Regions from separate parts of the Mus musculus genome. Here regions 2, 3, 4 and 5 are each linked to region 1. Evidence: chromatin contacts called from public HiChIP or PLAC-seq and promoter capture Hi-C data. All regions are on one chromosome and are shown on one strand. The core of a region is the stretch at or near the end of the contact, and the rest is flanking DNA. Distances in the headings are between cores, read along the strand shown. Region 1 holds the start of Gpcpd1 (glycerophosphocholine phosphodiesterase 1). Region 2 holds the start of 4921508D12Rik (RIKEN cDNA 4921508D12 gene). Region 3 holds the start of Prokr2 (prokineticin receptor 2). Region 4 has its middle 61 kb from the start of Gm46766. Region 5 overlaps Shld1 (shieldin complex subunit 1).

What was found. Promoter capture Hi-C pulls out the DNA fragments that hold promoters and counts their contacts. HiChIP or PLAC-seq counts read pairs in DNA pulled down with a chosen protein or histone mark.
Region 2: a promoter capture Hi-C map of stem cell-derived epiblast-like cells shows a contact between it and region 1, with 3 times the contacts expected there. The contact joins the promoter of 4921508D12Rik here to the promoter of Gpcpd1 in region 1. A contact is called at or near these places in 3 of 39 promoter capture datasets (hippocampal neurons, liver and stem cell-derived epiblast-like cells).
Region 3: a promoter capture Hi-C map of hippocampal neurons shows a contact between it and region 1, with 2.6 times the contacts expected there. The contact joins the promoter of Prokr2 here to the promoter of Gpcpd1 in region 1. A contact is called at or near these places in 2 of 39 promoter capture datasets (embryonic stem cells and hippocampal neurons).
Region 4: an H3K27ac HiChIP or PLAC-seq map of embryonic stem cells shows a contact between it and region 1, with 4 times the contacts expected there. The contact joins the enhancer-like site here to the promoter of Gpcpd1 in region 1. A contact is called at or near these places in 8 of 39 promoter capture datasets (the 3T3-L1 cell line, the C10 cell line, the HPC-7 cell line and 4 more) and 3 of 115 datasets of contacts at active chromatin or transcription factors (craniofacial prominence, embryonic stem cells and large pre-B cells).
Region 5: a contact with region 1 is called in an H3K4me3 HiChIP or PLAC-seq map of forebrain, with 4 times the contacts expected there. The contact joins the enhancer-like site here to the promoter of Gpcpd1 in region 1. A contact is called at or near these places in 14 of 39 promoter capture datasets (the C10 cell line, the HPC-7 cell line, the SN4741 cell line and 8 more), 2 of 15 datasets of contacts at CTCF or cohesin (embryonic stem cells and large pre-B cells), 5 of 484 Hi-C or Micro-C datasets (the HPC-7 cell line, bone marrow-derived DN2 thymocytes, bone marrow-derived macrophages and 2 more), 17 of 115 datasets of contacts at active chromatin or transcription factors (the HPC-7 cell line, bone marrow-derived macrophages, craniofacial prominence and 8 more) and 2 of 9 other capture datasets (adipose tissue and liver).

Annotation. Positions count from the first base shown.
Region 1 is chr2:132,576,852-132,579,551 of GRCm38.p6, forward strand. It overlaps Gpcpd1 (glycerophosphocholine phosphodiesterase 1), which reads right to left and starts at 1,397. Exons shown (of 20, transcript NM_028802.3): 1 at 1,217-1,397.
Region 2 is chr2:132,423,299-132,426,034 of GRCm38.p6, forward strand. It overlaps 4921508D12Rik (RIKEN cDNA 4921508D12 gene), which reads left to right and starts at 1,443. Exons shown (of 4, transcript NR_045802.1): 1 at 1,443-1,567.
Region 3 is chr2:132,384,043-132,386,805 of GRCm38.p6, forward strand. It overlaps Prokr2 (prokineticin receptor 2), which reads right to left and starts at 1,405. Exons shown (of 3, transcript NM_144944.3): 1 at 1,214-1,405.
Region 4 is chr2:132,322,924-132,325,623 of GRCm38.p6, forward strand. No RefSeq gene overlaps it. Among named protein-coding and RNA genes, the nearest start is that of Gm46766, 61 kb to the left of the region's middle. Within about 2 kb of position 1,343, at least 33 of the 459 cell types and tissues checked have an H3K27ac peak or open chromatin away from gene starts, as enhancers often do.
Region 5 is chr2:132,719,611-132,722,325 of GRCm38.p6, forward strand. The region is part of intron 2 of Shld1 (shieldin complex subunit 1); the gene reads left to right. All of the region lies in intron 2 of Gm52525 (a long non-coding RNA gene), which reads right to left. Among named protein-coding and RNA genes, the nearest start is that of Gm22245, 3.9 kb to the left of the region's middle. Within about 2 kb of position 1,446, at least 26 of the 459 cell types and tissues checked have an H3K27ac peak or open chromatin away from gene starts, as enhancers often do. A contact at or near this core is called in forebrain and stem cell-derived neural progenitor cells, where this site is marked.

The sequences.
Region 1 (2,700 bases), core at 147-2,646:
TTCTCAGAATATCCTATAATTAAGAAGCAGGTTAAGTGACCACACTGATGTCTGCCCGTGTTAGTGGGGGGATCACTATGGCCCCATTTCTCAGACCTCCATATACTTTCAGCTAATATTTTAATCAAACATATGCAGACAAGAATGGGTTTTTCATTAAGCAAAGGCATTAGCCTTTGGACAGTCCTTAAGCCAAATTAACATCTCATCATCTTTAGACATGCAGTGGGATTTTTTACAAATGCTTTTCATTTCGTGTTGATATCATTTTCATATGCATTTATTACACGTTTTTATTATATACAAATAGTTGACTCACCCACCAACTTTTTATACACACCAAATATTATTCAGTTTTCTTGTGTTTACCAGTTCTCCGGGTGCAAATTTCCTGTATCTCTCTTTACAGATTTAAATTTTGTTTAGAACACTGATTTCCCCTAGTATGTAAGCCACTGCATGGGGTTTACCAGTTTTATTTTGTGCTGTGTGTTTCTAGAACACTGAGCAATTTGGGAGAGAGGGGAGGCTGACAGCTTGTATTTATTCTTTTCCTTATTGTGTTAGAAATGTAGCAGGCAGCAGCTTGAAGGGCAGAGTTAAGTGGGCAGGAGACCCAGAGTGGCAGGGGACAGGAGTATAAGAGGGGACTCTAGACCCGACCATGCTTGCTGCTTGCAGAGTCAGAGAATCGCTAGAAACCGGCAAACTCCAGGCTTCCAAGCCCTCGGGCTTCTGGCCGGACCCGGCAGATGAAGCAGCACGGGGCAGCCACTGCCTCCAAGCCGGCGACGCCAAGGGGACCGCAGCCCTAAAACGTCACCGAGGGCACGGACGAGGAGCTACACAAAGCCCTGGGTTCCCCCCGCCCGGCTGTACTGTCACCCGGAGTTTCTTTCGCGGGCACTAATTTCTAGGCACTTTGGGGAAAGAAGCAGCTGTCAAAACCGCGCGAGTCACCAGTGCGGGCGCGAGGTGACTGAGGGGGCGCGGAGGAAGGGAGGCACCGAGGGCTTGGGCTCCAGCTCCGCCGTTTTCTTTGTTCCCCTATTCTCCGCCCGGGATTTCCGTGGCTGTCCTGGGTCACGCCGCTCAGTGGGACCGCAGCCGCGCGTGGCAGCCGGGGTTCCAGCCGCACCGCGGCTCCGGAACACCAGGCCGCCCGCCCGCCCGCCCCTCCGCGTGAGCGCCCGCCCGCACCGCCGGCCCCCCTCACCTGCCGCTCCGGGCCGCGCCGAGAGCCTGGGCCGCGGCCGACGGAGCCGAGCGTCAGCGCCTCGCCAGCGCTCCCTTAGGTGGCCCGAGGAAGCAAGGAGCCCAGTTACAGCCGCCTCTCAAACCGGTTTCAGCTGCCCTAGACTAAACTGCCAGCCCACCCCGCGGGGCGGGGTCGAAGGGCGGCGGGGCGGGGCCTGACGTCACGCCCGGTCCGGTCCTGGCCAATCGGCGGCCGCGCGCCGGGGGGCGGGCTGCGTGTTCCTGGAAGGGCTGCCCAGAGACCTGAGGTGGCCCGACAGCCTTAGCCCATCTGGCTGGGGTCAGCTGAGGTACTGAAGGTCAAGGTGGTGCGCCTGTAATCCCAGTGTTGGGGAGGTTGAGCCAGGCAAGTAGACTCGAGTTCGAGGCCAGCCAAGGCTATAAAGTGAGATCCTGTCTCAAAAAAGAGAGCTGAGGGAGCCTGATGTTTTCTGGAAACTGCATTCCTTAGGAAACAATCACAGACTAAATCCTTAAAGCTAAAACAAGGAGCTCAGAACAGCTCAGTGGATAAAGGCATTGACCACATTTGAAGATCTGAGTTCACCCACTGGAATCTACATGGTGAGAGAGACCAGACTCCTGTTGACTTCTAGAAGCCTGCTGTCACAAACCCCAAATAAATAAAATAAGTCAATAAATAAATAAAACCAAACTAGAGTTGTTCTTTGCTTTCTAAAACTACCCTTCCTCTTCTTCCTCCTCCTCCCCTCTCTCCTCTTCCTCTTCCTCCTCTTCTATCTCTGTGTGTGCCTCCAACCCTAAATCAGCCCAAGATCAACCACTAGGTAACTTCTAACACAACATTATGTAATCGGGTTTCACTTCAATTGAGATAGTGAGCATCAAGCAGAATCACCTTTTCGTATTGAAGGTCCACTGCTCTACATCTGCTAATTGCTCGCTGTGACTTCATTTCTCTGCTGTTAGTCATACTTAAGTGGTGTTTTTCAAGAGTCTACTTCCTTTGAATGTTTTTAGTATATCTCATCATTTAGTCAAACTACCATTTGTGCAATATTTATGGTTCGGGATGGTAGATCTAACTCATGCCCCTCCCTAAATCCTCTTAAAATATCAAAAGATCTGCACCTGATACAGATCTGTAATCCTAGAATCTCAGAGGTTAAATCAAGGTTGATATGAGTTGGAGGCTTGCCTGCCTGCGTAATGGGTACTAGACCAGCAACAGCTTACATTACAAGACATTGTCTCAAAACAACAATAAAAGTATGGTTGACCCAACGTATCCTTGAGTTCCACATTGGCAGATTCAAGCAATCACAGGCGAGAAATGGGGGGAAAAATGTATTCGTATTAACATATAAACGAGGGGGAGAGGGATTTAAAAATAAAGGCATATGCTGGGTGGGAAAGATAGCTCAGTAGTTAAGAGTGCTTATTCTTGCAGAAGACCTGGAATTGGTTCCCAGCACCCACATG
Region 2 (2,736 bases), core at 193-2,692, 150 kb before region 1:
GTTTTCACAAACACCCAACACTCAGGCCAATGATTAGAGCCTTCTTATACTGGATGTGTTGTATAGCTTGTAACCCTAGAATCTTGGAGATGGGGGCAGGAGTTGAGTGTTTAAGGCCAGCCTGGATTACAGAGCAAGACCCTGTTCCCCCCTAAAGTCCTCAGCCATCTCCTGCAGCACGGAGCAGCTCTGGGAATTAGTGAGTTAATATTGGCAATATTAGAACAGTACCTGGCAGGCAGTCATCACATCTCAGTCTGCCAGGAAGCTTGGCGGCTTGCTAGTGTCTGGGAGAGCACCGCTTCCTTACAAGACAGGGTTTCCCCTGCTCTGTGTGTGCACTGCAGATGGCAGGATGAGCTTCAGGATAATCAATTACTTCCTCCCACCCCCTAAGCACCAGGTGCTGCATTATAGGGCAAATGGCTCCTGTGGAATGCAACAGTTCTCTTTAGAAGAGAAAGAAATGCTCAATCAAGCTGCTGTTATCACCTCACAAAGAGCCAGATGCTGTTGGGCCTGGCAGCCAGTGCCATCCGCAAGGGACTGGCATGGCATGGCTTTATACACTGGACTAGAAACCAGGCGTCTGGGCTGACGGTTAGCAGTCCTAGACGTAGCTTCCTGTATCAACTGCACAGAGCACAGCTAGGCTCAGGAAAGTTAATAGCCAGAGGGGAGCAGAACTGCAAGGGTTAAAATGCATTGACTAATTTTACAAAATATGAAAAGGGCCTGGAGAGGTGGCTCAGTGGTTGAGAGCTTTGGTGCTCCTTCAGAGGACCTGGGTTTGGTTCCCAGCACCCATATGTCAATCAAATCTGTAACTCTAGTGCCAGAATATGCATGTCCTCTTTCTGCCTCCTCGGGGACCAAGAACCGTATATACATATCCCAGAAAACCACACAGACAGAATAAAAATAAATATTTTTTTTAAAAAAGCTAGGTGATGTGAGGGGTATGGAGGTCAACCTTGTGAAGGAAAATGTGGGCTGGAGAGGGAGGAGCCACAGGCTCCTGAGACTCCTTGAAGAGTCCTGATCTGTTGTACAGGGCATTAGATCTAAGATGGCTACCAGAAAACCAGTGAGACAGCAAAAAAGGAACTGAGGCAAGGGCAGTGGCTGCTTCCCCCATCTTCACGGAAGTCCCAACAGGGGATGATGCTCCCCACACACCTTCATCAGGCAGGGCTTTCACTGGAGCATGGTGACAGTGTGGCAAGATACGATTGGCTGAAGATCTACCGGGCTTGGGATTGGCTCAAACACTGTGTATAAGCTTATGTGCAATAAACTCAGGTCTATACCCTGATGCTGGTCTCCAGAGTCTGATTTCCCAGGATTCCTCACATGACTCCACGGCTTATAACACCTTCCACCCTCATCCTCTGGATTGTTCCCACAGGGTAGGGATGGGGGTGGGGCTGGAGAGATGGCTCAACGGTCAAGAGCTCTTAATCACTGAACCTATCTTGCCATTCCTTGAATGAATGAATTTTTAATCAAGCTTAAAATCCAGGAGAAATAAAACCGAGGAAACAAGTTGCTATGGATGAGAGCAAACGTGAGTAAGAAAAACTGGCTAGTTGTGACTGTTGATGAAGTTTCTTGTTGCAGCTGTTTTGTTGTTTTATTTTGGAGACCAGATCTCAGACTGTAGCACTGGTTGGTCTAGAATTCACTACGTTAGCCCAGGATGGCCTTGACTTTATGGCGTTCCTCTTGCCTCTCTCACTCAAGGGCTGAAACTATAGCCTGAGCCACCATGCCTGGGCTGAAAATCTGCTTAGAAAAACATAAATAAAATCGAACATGTGCTAGATAATTGGTCAGAAACAAGGAGAAAACGTACAATATTAGAAATGTCAAAAGGCTGAGTTCAAGGCCAGCCTGGTCTACAGAGTGAGTTCCAGGATAGCCAGGGCTACACAGAGAAACCCTGTCTCAAAAAAAAAAAAAAAAAAAAAAAAAAAAAGAAAGAAAGAAAGAAAGAAAGATAGATAGAAAGAGAGAAAGAAAAGTAAGAATCATCAAAATGGGAAACTTTTTAAAAATCAATGGAGTACTTTGAATAACTCTACGTAAACACATTTGATAACCTTGATGAAATAAGTGCATTTATACAAAAATACAATTCACCAATTGACTCCAATGGAGAAGGCAGAGCGTGTAATCTTTCATGGTAACTGGTTACTCAGAGAGAGTTATTTAAGTAAATTGTAGTGACGGATATCTGAGAGAAATCTTCCCCAAAGCATAATCCATCAGGATTGAGAAAATGCCGTCAGCAGCCAATTAAGCAAGGAAACTGCTCCGGCTGCTGCTGCTGCTGCGGCTGCGGCTGCTTCTGCTGCTTTATTAATAATCCAAGAAATAGTTTAGTTTTGATGGATGATCCCAGCCTGGAATTAGCGTGAGTCAGGACCAGAGTTAATCCACACTCCATGGTCACCAAAGTCCACAGGGACTTTAGCCCCAGAGTTGACAGTTGGCATCAAGCCTGTTATGAGCAATGACAGAGAATGTCAGTGACAGTCGTGCCTGTGATGTGTCCAAGGAGACACTCTGCAGCTACCCCAGTTACTCAGAGATGTCCTGTTCCCTGATGGACTAAGATTCTCAGTCACTTTGTTGTGCCTTCCCATGACAGCATTAGATCCAGAACTGTTTTTTTGTTTTGTTTTGTTTTTGTTTTTGTTTTTGTTTTTGTTTTTGTTTTTTTGTTTTTGTTTT
Region 3 (2,763 bases), core at 155-2,654, 190 kb before region 1:
CTCGTTCATAAATGGTAAAATTATATGCGTATCAAAGAATTGTTTTAAAATACATTAATGATTTATTATTAGTAAGTGTTTGAATTATATTCCTACTTTATACACGTACAAACCCAGGGTCGTGTAAGAAATTCTCTGGTGAATGAGGTCTTTCTAAATGGAAAAATTTAAGAAGCCCTGCTCTAGGATAAATCCTTTCTCCCCAGGTTGACCCCATGACTCTGGATCAGCTTCCGGACTCCTTCCTTAGGTTCCCAGATTCCCAACCACAGCCAACCCCGACTAAGGAGGAACTGAGCCTCGTCACAGTCTGTGTCTTTTGAAGTGGCTGCTTGAGACCAGATTGAATTGATAACAGCCTCCTAAGAGTGGGTGGGGGATGACCAGGGAGTTTAGGGGCTGTCCATTGCTTGAGAACTCCCTTATAATCCTAGTGTCCCGAGACATCCACAGAAGGGAGACAAAATAGAGTCTCCAAAATGCTAGCTCCCAGGAGGTAGCTGCTATGGGGCAAGCGAGGGGCTGGAGAGAGGACTCCAGCCTGACTTAGTCTGTCTCAATGAACTGCCTTCCTCTCCCACCTCAGCACACCAGCCAGTGCGGGAGCTACGGGAGCAACGGGTAAGGGTAGCAAGAAGCTATCAAACTGGATAGCGAGGTCTGCCCAGTTTTACGAGGGAGAGCGCTGGGGGACAGGAATCGCCACTCTGCCGGCGTTAGTGAAACCCCGATTTGCTACACAGGAATCAGCCGCACGCTCCACCCTACCTGAAAAGCGGGGTTCCAGTGGAGTCTGGATCCCAGTGTCCTCCCTCTGGGGCGTCTATTGGTCTCCCAAAGATCGCCACCGGGGACCAATAAGCGGGAGTTCCAGCCGCCTTCTCATCACCAGCCCGTAGACTGTGGGAAGAGGGAGCCCGTTTGAAGGTTCCCACGTCTCTCACTCACTCAGTGCAACACTGGTACAGGATTAGGTACCCAGTGGGGAATTTAAGCTCAAGAAACAAAGCCGGGCACCAGAGGTGCCTGCAGGGCGCAGGAAACACGCAGATACCCCCACCCTTGTCCGTACGCCTTCCACTGAGTCCGCGATTTCGGGGCTCCACTCCAGTCCCCTAGTCCCCAATCCCAGGGTTCGGAGGTAGGAGGTGATCTCCTGGAACAGACGCGGAGTGCCCCCAAGTCCGCCCGCCCGCCGCAACCCGGTACTCACTTGCCTCGGTGCTTTCAGGGACGCACTCCCTGGCCGGTGGCGCCACCATAGGTGGGCGCGGCCCGGGCTCTGGGAACACTAGCTCTGGTTGAGGCTTGCCTACTTGGTGGGCGTGTGTCGCTTGGTCCTGCTCTCCTCGCATCAGTCTTTCTGGAGTTGCTGCTTCGCTCTGCAGCTCATCCAACAGCCCCGGACCCAGCCCAGGTGTCCCGCCCCTCCCGGCGCCCGACTCCGCCCCCCGAGACCCGCCTGCCTCCTAGATCTACTGAATTAGGGTCTCAGACTTCCGGGTGGTCCTTCCAAGGGTTTTGTAAGCTCTTGAACCCGTTGTGACCTCAGCAGCTGGCCATCCTTGAGACGGAGCACTGTCCTCTGCAAGCATTTGTGGCTTCCACTAAGTGTGCAGAGTTGGAGTGTGTGTGTGTGTGTGTGTGTGTGTGTGTGTGTGTGTGTATGTGTGTGTCTACAAGTTCCCAGAGCCAGCAAGTAAGGGGTGAAGCCTAGTCTTCCCTTAGAAGTGATGCAGGAGAGGCCCCCCATATGCAATCCAGACCTTAAGAGGCAAAGCTGGAAATTAGTGGTGGCATGGCTTGCCCTGCATGAAACTTCAATTCTGAGGTTCTGGTCTAAACTGGGATGATCTTTCCTGTAGTGTCCTTGGCTATTCAAAGACAATCCGAGTCTAACCTCCAGCCTATCTGAGGCTACCCAGAGCCCCTACTTTATTTCCAGAGGAGTTATTTTATTTCTCCCAGAAATAAAATTACCCCCACTAAAGCAGGAACTGTGTGCTGGCCACAGAGAACATTTTCTAAATGAGACCTGTCCGATAAGCTGACAATTTAAACTACCCATATAGAGGACTTGGAAAAGTATTTGGAATTGGTCATTCTGTGGTTCTGCCTGTCCTACCTTATGTGAAACTAACCCACTGTCCTGCCCTCCTGTATCCTCTTCGCTGCTACGATGGAGTCAGGAGGCCTGGCTTCTTTCCTCCCAGGGACAGGCTGTGGTTCGGCTGGCGCGGTGGCTGGTAAGTACATCGTCCAGACTGCAGGAAAGGCTTTGCTGTTTTGCTTTGGTTTTGTACAAAGCAAAGTGGAGTTGACTGACACTGTAGCCGGATTTCTGAACATCCTCTTTAGGTCATTCTTTCAAAGGTGCTTGCTTATCAACTTCAGCTATTGGCTTCAACTCTCCTGACCCACGTCTACCCGCACACCCCTTTATATGGGACAAACAGACCCTCTGGTGTACTCACAGCATTCTCCAAGGTAGATTTAGGTCAGGGTCTCATTCAGACAGATCAAGAAGCCCATAGTTGTCATGCTAGCAACTTGATGTCCTGATCTCAACATAATAGACTTGTCAGGGAACCAGCATGGGGTGAAGCCATGAATCTTGGGTGAGTAGGGGAATTGAAAGATTGGAGATTTCTCAGTATACAGTTGAAGACTACTTTGTGTCCTAACTTTGGCACATGAGAAGTCCTAGGAGATGAACCATAGTAACCCCTATGCTACACACACACACACACACACACACACACA
Region 4 (2,700 bases), core at 93-2,592, 250 kb before region 1:
TGCCTGTAATTCTAGTTCTAGGGTATCCAACACCTGTGCACACACATACATGCAGGTAAAACAACAAGGTGAAATAAAATATAAGTCATTAAAAAGAGAATGTTAGAGATGATTCTTGTTTACCATGTAATGCATATGCATACTTGGGCATGCATATGATTAAAATCAGATCATTTATGGGAAGGGACATGTAGTAGAAAAGTGATTACATGACTTGACCTATCAATCAAAACAGAGACACCCGCCCCCCCAGTGTGCTTCTTAGTAAACAAAACTGCTCGCTCTCCCTCTCTCTCTTTCTCTTAACCCCTATATAAAAAAAGAGAGAGACCTCAAACTATAACTGGGGCCTTCAGTATCTTCACTCACATACTTTAATATCTCAATTGCCTAGCTTTCAATACTTGATACTTTTGCAAATCTGCATGAGTTTTTATTTCAATTCCTCAAGAGACCAAGAATATGGAAACTCCTGAGCTCAAACACAAGTAAGATAGATCCTGTGATAAAATACCCTAGTGAAAGCAACCTAAAAGAGAGGGGACTTATTCTGGCTGGGAGTACAAGGATACAGTCCATCCTGGTAAGGAGGGAAAGGGGCAGGAGCTTGAAGCAGCTGGCCAATCCCACCCACAGTTGGTGGGGACAGAGAGGGGATGTCTACAGCCTTCTGCTCAGTTCCCTCCCTCCACTTACACAGCCCAGGGCTCCATCCAGGAACAGTGCCAGCCCCAAACAATCAAGAGAACCCCAGAAGGCCCGTTCAGAGGCTGTCTTACAGGTGATTCTTGGTTATGTCGGGTTGGCAACTCCAGTCAGCGAAGTGATTGAGCAATGAGAATCTGGGTGGGAGGGAGAAGCATGCTTTGTCTATGCATCACCAGCCGAGTCCTGTCATCAACACACTGAGGCTGGGAAATTTCACTCAGTGATGATTATGAGGCTGAGTCCTATGGGGGAAGGGAGGGTGGAGGTTTCTGAGAACACAGCCAGGGGCATTTAGGCAAATGGTGAAGCCGCTGTATAGGACTCTGGCCTAAGTGTTTATTGAGTTCCAGGATCACAGCTCTCTCTCTCCCTCTCTCTCTCTCTCTCTCTCCTTTCCTGTGTGTATACTATGGACTATATGGACTAGGTGCAAAGGAGCCTTCATCGGGCAGTGACAGGGGTCAGTGGCCTGGGATAGTTCTTTCACTTATGAAAATAACAAGCAGAGACAAATAAGTCATCGCCCGGCCCTTATTAATCAGAAGGATAGATGTTTAAATAGACCACCACAGGGCTGGGATGTAACTTAGTAGTAGAATCTTTGCCCAGCATACACGAGGAGCTGTACTGATAATCGTAAGCTATTACAACACCATGTGGGAAGGTTTTTTAGTAGCTCCCATAAGGTTTTGAGAGCTCCCCACAGTGAAACTTTCTGTGACTAGGGTTTTATTAGCACAATTTGGTTTACTCCCTGTGGCATCCGTGGAAGTGAAATGTTACTGTTTCATTATGACACTGAGTCTGAGGAGTGAGTTGTTCAAGATCCAAGACAGTCACTCCTCCTGCCTAGCCCTCCAAGTGAGTAGCACTTGTCAGCTGGGTTGATGGCTCGTGCCTATAATCTCAATACCTGAGGGCCGAGGAAGGATTACTATGAATTTGAAGCCAGACTGTGCTACAGATGTGACCCTGTCACAAATCCAAATAAAACAAACAAAACCCTCAAAAGCAATGGCTGTAATTCTTTCCTTCCCAGAGAAAACTTGCAAAATTGGTTTTTTTTCCATGTGGATTGGACTGAGATTGCCAGGTTTGATGGCAGTGACTTTGCCTGATGAGCCATGGCACCTGGCAGGAATGATTGCTTCTTATTGTACTGTCACATTGTTTCTCAAATTGTTTGACACCTGAGGTTAGGTAAAATCCTGTCTGATTGTAACACTTAATATGACCGAGGACTATTTGAAAACTGGAGTATGATTGATTTTTTTTGGGGGGGGGCATGTGATTAAGGAGGATTGTTGATAGCTAGGTCTTAGGGTAGCATCTCTTTGGTGCCATGTCCCTGCAAAGGGAGGTCAGGATGATGGCTCCAAAGAGAGCAAACTTCTGTAGACTCACCTTGAGGCACAGGATAGAAACCTGCCTGTGCTACAGCCACTCCATGGATGTGAAATGAAATGAAAACAAAAAAATCATGGTGATGGTGGGGATCATAAAATCTAGGAGGTGAAGGAGAGTGAAAACATGGAACAAATGAAAGCCAAATTAAATGGAAAGAAGAAAACAACAATCACAGAGGAAAATATAGGATAAAAGAACACTGGAAATATTGGTAAAACTGTAAGCTTCATTCTTTGAAGAGTTCAACTATATTGATAAGCTTTTATCTAGACCAGAGCAAGAAAAAAGCTAAAGGAACAGGGAAGGGTTTAGTATTTCTGGATTTATTAGATTGGTTTACAGGATGTGGTCTGTGGTGATTGGAATACACTTGTCCCAGGGAGTGGCACTATTAGGAGGTGTGACCTTGTTGGAGTAGGTATGGCCTTGTTGGGGGAAGTGTGTCACAGCGGGGATGGGCTTTGAGACCCTCCTCCTAGCTACCTGGAAACAGACTGCTCCCGGCTTCCTTTGGATAAAGATGTAGAACTCTCAGCTCTTCCAGCACCATGTCTGCCTGGGTGCTGCAGTGCTTCTTGCCATGAT
Region 5 (2,715 bases), core at 196-2,695, 140 kb after region 1:
GCAGTTGTGAGCTGTTCAATATGGGTGCTTGGAACAGGTCTCTGGCCCTCTGAAGAGCAACAAATGTTCTTAACCACTGTGCCATCCCTCCAGTACGTCCTATCCCAGTTTTGGGGTTTTGTTTGTTTGTTTGTTTTAAAGCAGAGAGTAGATTTTTTTTCCTTGACTGTGTAAACCTCCTAGGCAAGTGGTCAGGTCAGCAAGGGGGCTTTCCTCCAAACTGCCCCTTGGGAACCCAGGTTCCTTTTATCACATGGCTCCTGGGCCTTGTCATTATTCAAGAAATCAAAACAACAAAGACCATGAAGAAGTGGGTAAGATATCTTCAATGGGCCACGGCTTTCAGGAGCACATGTCATCTCTGATCATGTTCCAGAGGAGAAGACGTGGTGAGGGGGCATCCTTGGCTGGAAATACTGTCTAGCTGTTTGTTAAAGGACACATGGTAGAGTGTGTCTAGGGAAACTATCTTAGAACTAGTGCTTGTGGTAGAAAGAGCAAGATATAAATATCTCCTGACTTTTCCACCAGCCATAACTGGTGACCCACCCGGCAAACTGAGCTGCCTAGTACAGTCAGTATGGAACAACAGGCTGAGAAGCAGTCTTCCTGGATGCTCTCCTTGCCGTCAGAAGACAAAGCTCTCTTTTGTTTCATTTCTTTGTTTGTTTGTTTATTCATTTATTTTTTAGGCAGGGTTTCACTCTGTAGCGTGGCTGTCCTGGAACTCACTATGTAGATCAGACTGGCTCAGAACTCACAGAGATCAGCCTGTCTCTGCTGCTCAAAAGCCAGGATTGAAGCATGAGCCGCCACCCTAGCCAAGGTTGCATTTTAAAGGGGAGACTTTCGGGAACGATGTAGCAGCAAAATGTCTAGTTTTCTGTGAGCTGCTAGTGGTGCTGGATTTGGACTCCAGCCCTCAGAGGTGAGGAGGAACCACTCTTAGCTGTTGTGCCTCTCTCCTGACCTGCAAACGCCCAGTTTTCAACCATTGGCATTAAGGTTTGCTTTCTCTGGCTTATTTTGGGATCCTGAAATGTCACTGGCCTTTCTGGACCCTTGCATTGATACTGTTTTTTCAGACCTGCAGTGATTTGATTCTTGTGGATTGTGTAGATGGCACTGTAACCACTGGAGACCCTAGCCTTCCTTGCAAATCACAAGATGGATTGCCTAAATCATTGCCTTGGAAAATTCCACATCGATTCTCTCCTTGTCTTGCACCTAAGGAAGGCATATTCCTTTGAAACAAATGAAAACATATGCACCTGTTTTTCTTGGCTTCTGTTAAAGTGCACGTGTGGGTTATCACTGACTGACAAGTGTAACCTGCCAGCTGCCCTCTTACACAGAAAAGCTGAGTGGTCTTGTAGTCATGGTAACCTGCCTTTGCTAGTGAGTGACCAATGCAGAATGGACCATTCCCCCCAGTCCTGTCTTCTGTGCCTGGGACACAGCACGAGGGCATTTGAGGAGACAGCACCGTTAGGTCAGGCCATCAGTGCAGCCAGCACTGTTATCTCACGCTCTCTCGGAGGCAAAAGCCCCTGACGATGCTTCTAAGAGTTCATCACTAGATTCCTCATTACCGTCTTGGCTGAGCTGGCACACTTGGCAGCCCATGGTGCAAATGAGAAAGATATAGGTCTGACCAGGGAGCATTTTCCCTTCCTGTCTTTCTCCTTAAGGAGAGGATGTGCTTGCTGGGGAAGTTATTTCTGATATTAATAGGCATATTGGCTGGGTTCAAAGACTGCCTGAGTTAAGATGGCACGGTGCCATTTAAAACAAGTAGCGGGATGTGCCCTGGGGCTGTTACATCACATGCAGTCCTCATTTAACAGAGTGCTGTTTCCACGATCTTATCTTTGCAGGAGACCTTAAACAAATTGCTAATTAGCCTTTCAGAAATTTGCATAGAGAGCACTGGCTGTTATTAAGTGGGGACTTTCTGCACCCTTAGGACTTGAAGGGGCACCCAGAGCGAGCCCAGGACTAGAGGAAAGAAGACTACCCATGGCCTGGGGACACCTAGGAGGGTGAGGAAGGAGGCCAGCCGCCCGCTGGCAGCAAGGAGGATTTTCTGTGCTGTTTGTGGCTGTGAACTGGCAACAGGTTACTTTCTCTTGCTGTCTAGGTTATTCTTTCTGATCGGCTTGTTCGCCTGTGGTCCAGCCCTTTATTATTTGTGGCTAGTGACACAATTCAACTCTTCACTGTTGACCTACTACAGGAAGACATACCCAGTGTTATCTACAGCCTCAGCTCTCCTCTCCTATGTTAGATAGCTATTTTTAATGTTTCTCTTTAAAAACATTATCCACTTATTTTTATTTATATGAGTACACTGTAGCTGTCTTCAGGCACACACCAGAAGAGGATATCAGATTCCATTACAGATGGCTGTGAGCCACCATATGGTTGGTGGGAAGTGAACTCAGGGCCTCTGGAAGAGCAGTCACTGCTCTTAACTGCTGAGTCATCTCTCCAACCCCTTTTAATGTTTCTTAATGTTGTGAATTTCCTTAGGAACATAACCATGGTTTTATACCAGAGCTAATCATCCTTTGCTTCGCTGTCTGTCTGGACAGAGGATTTCATGCCGCTGAGGCTGGCCTTGAACTCACTGTGTAGCTAAGGATGAGTTTGAGCCCTCTGTCCTCGTGTCTCCAGCAGTTTACTTGGCTACGGTCGTTAGTTGAACATGGCTGC